Linked DNA regions of Mus musculus: regions 1 and 3 are each linked to region 2. A link is a contact called in public Hi-C and HiChIP or PLAC-seq data. All regions are on one chromosome and are shown on one strand. Each heading gives the region's core, a stretch centred on a gene start, on an enhancer-like site or on the middle of the called end of the contact. The rest is flanking DNA. Distances are from core to core; before and after follow the strand shown. Region 1 overlaps Nsun6 (NOL1/NOP2/Sun domain family member 6). Region 2 overlaps Cacnb2 (calcium channel, voltage-dependent, beta 2 subunit). Region 3 holds the start of Nsun6 (NOL1/NOP2/Sun domain family member 6).

Region 1 (2,729 bases), core at 56-2,555, 140 kb after region 2:
TCATACCTGCAGTAACCATGCATCCCTTTCATAAACTAGTTCTAATGTTGTCCATCCATCTGCTTACTGTGCGCATGTGTGTGCACATCACTGCATCCCTCCACTCTGCTGAAGGGTCTTATACAGGGCACCTCTGTGTGAAAGCACACACTGGGGCTCCATCAGCAGTGTGTGCTTGACCTCTCAACTGACTACTAGGATGTAACACTGCTCTTTACACAGCAAAAGTTTAATCTTAACCAACTCCGTGGTAGAATCCTGATTTTTTTTTTTCTGTAGTCAAGCCAGGAAATGCTGGGGATGTAGTTAATAGTGTTATACTTCTGTGTCAGCCACTTCAGTTTTCCCTGTGCTTTCTAAACTGCTCACTTACTGTTACCAAAAAAAGGTGCTGCTAAAAGTAGGTTGTCTTCAGTCATCCTGTACCACAGACAATACCACATTTGAACATGTCTGCTCTGCCTCCCTGTTCGACACTCACTGTCACGACACTGAACTGTTTGATGAACTTGGTTTAAAGTAATTCATGGAAACAAATAAAGAGCTGGCTTCTGCACTGTTTACCACTGGTATTAATTGCCATCTTAGGGACGAGTATACTACATTCGACACTTAACATGTAGAACATATTCGTCTGGCCAACGCCAATAACCGGGTATGCTTTTGGTAATCTTCCTTCTATGTCTAAGTAAAACAAAACAACAAAAAACCAAGGTAGGTAAGATTTTTAAAATGTAAACCAGAGGGTTTTTCTTTTTCCCTACCTTAGTTCATACTGTAGGGCAATTCAGATTCATAGTTTATTTTACTTTTATGAAGACCAACAGCTTCCCCGTCTGCTGGGGACATGGCACCATTCCTCCGTGCGCTCTGGTCTTATCCCATAAGTTTCAGATTGCTGACCCTGAGTCTTACTAAGTGCTTTGCCTCACTTTGCTATATAAACTAAAATCTAACATAGGGTTTTAATTAAAATGCATTTATCACCAAATAAATGCTTTTTTTCTGTTTTCATAGAAATAATTTATATTAAAACTAAGTGTGATAAAAAGATATGTTAATAGCCTTCCACATGTCCCTGTTTTTTTTTTTTTTTTCATTTTTGTGTCCTTGAAGAATATGTGGTTTGCTTTCAAATTTGAGAGGACGAAATCCACTGAAAATGGCTCATATTAACAGGAATAATGTTAAGAGTCTTCTGTCCTTGCTGTTCGGAACACATGCAGAGTTCTCTCTTGCAAGCTGTGTGCACTCTGGTATTTCCTACAATGGGAAAGTGTGACACCGTGCAGGTGTGCTGCTCAGCTGTTTTGCTCCCACTCTCACCCTAGCTTAGCACATACAGATGTGCAGAGAGCAAGAAAGGAAATAGTGGTTATGGAGTTGCTTAAAATACATTTTAAAAACAGGAGGGCTGCCTGGAGTCCAGAAACAGAAGTGCCACTGGGAGATGGTGTTTCTCTCTAATCAAAACGGCATCTCCTGGACACAGGCAGAATGAAGATAAAAAAGGCTTGCTTATTTACTTGAATCTTAGGAAATTCAAGATAATTTTTCATATTCCAAAATGCCCACTGACTGTCTACTCTGAAGCAGTGATAAGAGAGAGAGAAAAACACCTTGTTTATCTGTCCTGGTACATTTCCCAGGTGTAGGAGTGGGCTCAGGATAACACAGTAAACTGAAGTCACAATTTGCTGAAAGATATGGGTCCAGGCACTTGGATGTAGAGAGCTCAAGGCTGTTCAAAAGAGATTTTCTCCAGGAAGAAACCACCCAAAGGCTTTACCTGATCCAAGAGCTGATGCAGTCAGGGTGGATACAGTAAGTCATTGAGAGACCTTCCTACAGGAAACCTGCCACGGACCACCCCAATCAGGTATGGGGGTCCCTGGAATGAGGGTCCTTGAAGCTAGGTGGGTAAGGATTTGGCAGTGACAAACGGAAACAAATACAGAGCCAGTTTGAATCTGAGTGTATTCTGCAGCTCTCAAGCAGGGGATTTTATACATTAAAAAACCAAACATTACATCTCTTAGAAACTATATCCAATGAAACAATCACAGATATCAACAAAAATCATTTGGCACAGTAAAGCACAAAAATCATCCAAGCATTACAACTCTGAAACTATGTATTCAGTGAATCACAAACAGAACAGGTAACATCATTATAAATCATCAAAATGTAACAATTCTGAAGGGATGAATTCAGTGGGGGCTGTTGTCCAAGGCTAGTGGCATATTTCCAGGAGCAGGTTAATAAATCTTTAATGGTCAGTGCTCTTAACAGCTGAACTAACTTTCCAGCCCCATGGTCAATTATTATTTAACATCTAGGGCTTGAATTTTTATAATCTTCAATATATAAATTTAAACTATTTTAATTCTTTCTAATTAAGGCTTTCGTTACCAAATACCAAAATCCACCTCTGATGACACATGTAGCCATATGAAATTTTAGTGTTGGGAAAGTTTTTATCATAATAGTTTTGTAAATGATTTAGAAAGTAAAGCGTTGGTTTCCCTGGGGATAAGGTCATGTTAGTGGCCCCATCTCTAGGGATGTTTTTTTACCCATTGTTCTCGCTTAAGATCTTGGCCTAGGCTACTAGGAACATGTAAATAAGAAAAAGGATAAGAGAAAACAAAACAGATAGATTGCCATGAGAACTACAGCTCAAATTTTTTCTCCAGCGAAGAGTTCCACAACCAGTTCCAGGAGGCCTC
Region 2 (2,700 bases), core at 13-2,512:
TACAGCCATGGCTGCTATTCTTCCATGGCATGGTAGCTGTCACAGAAAGGGTGTTTCTAAATGCTACATTTGAAATAACGATCTTGTGTATTTCCTTGTCATGTTGTGTTAAAGGATAGCACTAAGCCAGCAGAGGCATTTCTAAAAAGTGATACTGTGTGTGTGTGTCTGTGTGTGTATGTTCAATACAGAAAACAGGCCACTATGAAACGTGCAATCCTTTGTGAAGAGGAAGTTAATAAGCACATAAGTTATCTACACGAGTAGTCTTGCACATGGAACCTGTTACCTGTTGACTACTATCACAACCACCATTTTAAGATGCATACATTTTCTGAGCATCTGACATTGCAGTGGTGTTGGCTTTTTGTTGACTGAACACCACACCCAGTAGGGATGTCTCTTAGGCAGACTTTCAGTAGACTTAGAACCTGTATTCATCTTCTCCCATAGTGAACCAGACAGGCATTTCATTAAGTGGACACTATACCAATGCCACTTTAATTTGGTCAAATGACAGTTCAAAGTTTCCTAGCCCCTTGGTGCTACCTAGAAAACTGTCTTTCTAGTAGTATGATCACCAGAGAAAGGAGCTCACCAGCAGGGTCTTTACCCTCCCTGCTGTTGCCATCTTTTTCTCAGAAGCCAGAGAATGATGTCATTAGCTGAACATCTGTACAGCTGTCCTTGAGGACTCTCAATGTTAATAGTATCAAAGGGACATATCCAAAAGGACACATTGTATCCAGTGGAATGGAAAATTACAAATGCAAAGTCAAGACATCCTCTTTTGGAAGATCATCTGCCCTTTTCAATTTCATTTTTCCATTCAGTAGGCAGTTATTGAATGCTTATTATGAACCCCTCGTGCTTTCTCCTGCCTTGTTCTTGGGCTGACTTGTATATGGAGGATGTTCATCTGTATGTCTAGTTGTTGTTGCTATTATTTTACAGTGTTGAGAATTGTAGCCAAGAACGTATACTTTGCTGAGCAAATGTGTTACCATGTCAGTATAGCAACAATTCATGCATCTTCATGTCAACTCTTGTTTGTCTCAAACAAGGGTAAGCAAGGTGGCTTTCCTTAACAGATCCATTGTAGTTGAATGTGAAATACCATTCGCAGCTCACAGTTTTGAATATATGGTTCCCAGCAGGTGGCACTGTTTGGAAGGCTGAGAAATCTTAAGGAAATGTACCCTCCCTGAAGGAAGTAGGTCACTGGGAGTGGGCCTTGAGGCTCTATAGCCTGACCTCACTTCCTCTTCACTTTCTGCTTCCTGAGTATGGATAGAGTGGGACCAGCTAGCTTCCTGTTTCTGCAACCATATCTTCTCTGCCTGCTACAGTGTCTTCTCTGCCATGGAGCATAGTGTCCCTCTAGACCTTTAAGCCAAAATAAACCACCACTCTTCCTTAAGCTGCTTTTGTAGGGAATATTTTGTCAGAGCAATAGAAAAGCAACTAATTCAAGATTCTGGCTTGCTGTGAAGGGTGTTAATGGTGATCCTGATGGTAAGGCCTTAGCCTGCTGTGAGAGAACAGGTGTTCGTTGATGCTGATAACATTGGTAATATCAACTGCTATTTGCTGAATGTTATGATGAGTTTTATATATTAGTGTTTGTACACATTAAGTATTCAAAATGATATTCTTATGAAAGATTGCATACAAGCACTATAAGATTTAGGGAATGTTGAGTGTGAGCTCAAGACTACATAGTTGTAGAAGCAGAACCAAAACCTGAATCATTTGACTATTTATTAAATCCCAGTTCTGTTACTGCATGCTGCTTTTTTCATAACGCCATTCTTATTGTTCAACTTCCTCTCTCATGTCTTTGATATTAGTATATTTAACTCAGACTTTTAACCCCATGGAGTTTTGGTTTGGTTGGGTTTTGTTCAGAGAACAGGGTAATATGGTGGTTATATCCACTAACATAACATTTACTTGGAAAGGATTATTTTTTGAGTAGATCTGTTCTGAAGTCTATGTGTCTTTGGCCTAGACTTGTACTACTGTCTTTCCAAAATGATCCTGAGGTTGGTTCCTGAGAGCATCCACAGTTACAAAAAAAAAAAAAGTAAAGATATACAGACAAGATCAAAGTTGCGTGGAAATTGTGAAAACATGTGTAAAGGAACTCAACTAGATGTAAAATAGATAAATTAGCCTCTCTCCTTCTCACTCAGTGCTGCACTATTCTACCTGTGGATGAATCTCCGGGTATGATGTGACTAAGTCTAGGCAGAATGCCATGTATAGTGACAAGAGATGCGGACTAATATTGTGATTCAGGTTGGAAAGGCTGCAGAAGTTATCCAGAAGGCTGTAGTAAATAGTTCTCTACTTTCAGTGACTGTAACAAATATGTATGATAAATCAACTTATTAAAAAAGATAATGAGCCAATCACAGTGGCACATGCCCTTACCTCCAGGACTCAGGAGACAGAAGCAGGCAAGTCTCTGTGAGTCTACATACTGAATTTCCGGCTAGCCAGTATTACATAGTGAGGCCCTGCCGCTAAAAGGAGTATATGTATATGACTGTTCTGACCCCCAGTTAAGTTGCAGTCATTGTTTTGGCACTGTGGCAGTACAATGTATCACAGAAGGAACACATTGTGAAAGAGACTCATTTATCTCATGACCAGTTTTGAAGGAAAAGAAGGGAGTGAGCCTGAGAAGTCCCATTT
Region 3 (2,700 bases), core at 103-2,602, 200 kb after region 2:
AAAGTACTTATAACCCATTCAATTTTCATAGAATAAATTAAGCTTTAAGCTTTATTAGTAAGAATTAATTCAAGGTAACTCATGCAAAATGAACATTTTCCAGTAAGGTTCAGTGGATTACAAGCTTGTAATTCTAGCACTCAGGAGGCAGAGGCAGAGGCAGGTGGATCACAGTAAACTCAAGACCAATCCGGTCTACCTTATGAGTTCCAGTATAGCCACTACTATGTGGAGAAACCCCCCTGTTTCTTTTCTTTTCTTTTTTTTCTTTTTTTTTGAGACAGGGTTTCTCTGTGTATCCCTGACTGTCCTGGAACTCACTTTGTAGACCAGGCTGGCCTCAAACTCAGAAATCCACCTGACTCTCTAACCCTGTTTCAATAGATAGATGAAAGAAGGACAGATAGATGGATGGATGGATTGATAGATAGCTTCTAAAACTGACTTTTTAATCATTATATCTGAACTTTAGTTGCTTGACAATTATGTCAGTTTGGATGAGTAAGAGGACTGCTTAGACTCTGGTGTTCTTAACAATGAAACCAAATCACTCTACCATGATTTATTAGACTAAATTGTAACCATTTCCAATCAAACACCTGGTGGCATTTAATGAGGCACTCAAAGTGCCCTGATCACCTGAGTAAGTACAAGAGCCTGTACTTTAACAGAACAAGTGCATCTACTGTGGAAGTCTTGAGTTGTGTGGCCAGGGAACTTCTCTGGTTGATTCTGCTACCCCTTCAGTACTAAGGGCTGACAGACACGTAACACTTTCTTTTGTCTTACATCTAAACGTGAGCATATATTTATCTCCATCTCAGTAAGCATCAATGGTGACAAAAAAACCACATTGTTTTTAAAGATTCCAATAAAGTAGTGGCAAAAACTAACCACATATTCCCCTTCTTTCTGCTGAAGTTGTATCAGAATTTTGGCAAACATCTATGTACGTGACCTACCTCCTCGTTCAAAAAGCTCTCTTTGAGATAGTTTTCAACTTCAGGTCTCAAAGATATCTTTGGAAATACATACATTCTTTTGATTTTTTTCTGTTTTAAGTTGTCCAAGAAAATGTTGGGAAGCAGTCTTTATTTCCGAATTTCAGCGTTGCCAGCCAATGGACGAGCACAAGAATGCCTTTCAGTGCTGAGTTCTGGAATGAGCAGGGCCCAAGGTTTGTCGTTCTCTGGGATGCTGTGAGACAGCTCCGAACTGCGACACTGCGCCAAATAGGGCTTGGTGACAAAAAGTGTACCTAAACGCAGATCGGAAAACAGACAGCGCCTAGATCCACTCTGACATGCTATTTTCCAAAACCGCGCCCCCAGCTTCGGAACAGAAAGTCGCTTCCTGGGTTCGTCACTTCCGGCACTCGATGCCCAGCCTTCTGTTCGTGCCCAACCTGCATCTGCCAATCACCTCCCCTGAGGGTGGAGCTTTTTCTAGGAAGGACTGTGCCGGGTACATCCTGGGACTCTTGAATGCTGGGTTGAACTGGATACCTCACTAACCTGAAATAAGGGAGATTTCCATTTATTGTCCCAGTACAAGTAGCGGTGGAGGCTTCCCTCGGACACTTTTTTTTCTTTTTTAAAGACTTATTTATGTCAAGAGTATGAATGTTTTGCCTGAGTGCATGTGCTTGCCTCTTTGATCAAACCCAGGATCTGAAGGTTGTAAGCCAACATATGGGAGCTAACAATGGAACCTGGGCACTATGCAGGTACAAGTGCTCTTAACTATTGAGCCATATCTCCTACCCTAGTACCCATATTTTTTGAATGTGCTAATACCCGTGGGTACTCAGGTACAACTTAAAATCCCCTAATAGTGTTTACAACTAGCCATGAAGCTTCTAGTTAACGTGCTTTAGAGAACAAGAGTCTTGATGTGAATTCCCTGATGGTAATGAGGTGACAAGAGTTTAAAAATAACTAACCAAAGTCAGTGGGATGTTTTATGCTTGAACATGATGAATACTTTTGTCTCCAATGCCACTGGGTTAGGGTTTGCTTGTTTTGGTTTGTTTGTTTTGTGCTTTTTGTTGTTCTGAGCCATATTTCATAGGTAACTATAGAGGAGGGTTTTTGCTTGGTGTGTGTTTAATCTTTTAAGTTTTCACACTGGCTTTAAAATATATATAACTGACACACCAAGTCTTTACTAGGTGAAAATTCCATGACAAAGACACTGCCACAGCTCAGCACAGTGGTTATAAGCAGTTTTCAAGGAGTAAAAGAAAGTTCCAAGAGTTGTAATAACTTTCCACAATCTCAGAAAAAGAAAATAGGCTATAGACCAGTAAGCCAGTTTCTAAAACAAGTACCCAGTTTTTCCACAAGATCATGTATCTGTGGTCAATGCATGGGATTCCTTCCTGACTTCATCACCTGAAACTAACAGAATGTGTCTGGGACACAGGTGTTAAGTGTTGCATGACATGCCTGACAGGACATAAACATCTATTCACCCCCAAATAAGAGTGATGTGGCTGAAGAAAAACTTGACAAGTCCAAATTGAAGAAATACATTAGTTTGCTAGGCTTGCTTACAGCAGGACAGGCAGCCTCCCCTCCAGGAACCACCACACTATTTTATATGGCTGTGATATGAATCTACAGCAGTTAACATAAAACTAGTTTCATAGAGCTACCCAATATAAAAGCAGCCAAGGGGGCACAGGTGAATCAAACTCTG

Evidence for each region. HiChIP or PLAC-seq counts read pairs in DNA pulled down with a chosen protein or histone mark. Hi-C and Micro-C count contacts between places; a contact is called where the count stands out from the background.
Region 1: a RAD21 HiChIP or PLAC-seq map of pro-B cells shows a contact between it and region 2, with 2.9 times the contacts expected there. The contact joins two enhancer-like sites. A contact is called at or near these places in 1 of 15 datasets of contacts at CTCF or cohesin (pro-B cells) and 3 of 484 Hi-C or Micro-C datasets (the HL-1 cell line, double positive thymocytes and myeloid progenitors).
Region 3: a Hi-C map of double positive thymocytes shows a contact between it and region 2, with 4 times the contacts expected there. The contact joins the promoter of Nsun6 here to the enhancer-like site in region 2. A contact is called at or near these places in 7 of 39 promoter capture datasets (the 3T3-L1 cell line, 3T3-L1-derived adipocytes, the C10 cell line and 3 more), 3 of 15 datasets of contacts at CTCF or cohesin (CD8 T cells, large pre-B cells and pro-B cells), 52 of 484 Hi-C or Micro-C datasets (the AML12 cell line, the Ba/F3 cell line, the C10 cell line and 38 more) and 9 of 115 datasets of contacts at active chromatin or transcription factors (T-cell acute lymphoblastic leukemia, bone marrow-derived macrophages, cardiomyocytes and 5 more).

What each region holds. Positions count from the first base shown.
Region 1 is chr2:14,988,251-14,990,979 of GRCm38.p6, forward strand. Nsun6 (NOL1/NOP2/Sun domain family member 6) reads right to left here. Exons shown (of 11, transcript NM_028950.5): 11 at 2,194-2,729. It also overlaps a transcript of Cacnb2 not described here. Among named protein-coding and RNA genes, the nearest start is that of Nsun6, 60 kb to the right of the region's middle. Within about 2 kb of position 1,306, at least 15 of the 459 cell types and tissues checked have an H3K27ac peak or open chromatin away from gene starts, as enhancers often do. A contact at or near this core is called in double positive thymocytes and pro-B cells, where this site is marked.
Region 2 is chr2:14,850,334-14,853,033 of GRCm38.p6, forward strand. The region is part of intron 2 of Cacnb2 (calcium channel, voltage-dependent, beta 2 subunit); the gene reads left to right. Among named protein-coding and RNA genes, the nearest start is that of Gm13269, 85 kb to the left of the region's middle. Within about 2 kb of position 1,263, at least 24 of the 459 cell types and tissues checked have an H3K27ac peak or open chromatin away from gene starts, as enhancers often do. A contact at or near this core is called in ECoMG myeloid progenitors, the MNK3 cell line, the P5424 cell line and 3 more, where this site is marked.
Region 3 is chr2:15,047,960-15,050,659 of GRCm38.p6, forward strand. Nsun6 (NOL1/NOP2/Sun domain family member 6) reads right to left here and starts at 1,353. Exons shown (of 11, transcript NM_028950.5): 1 at 963-1,353. The coding sequence starts at 1,037.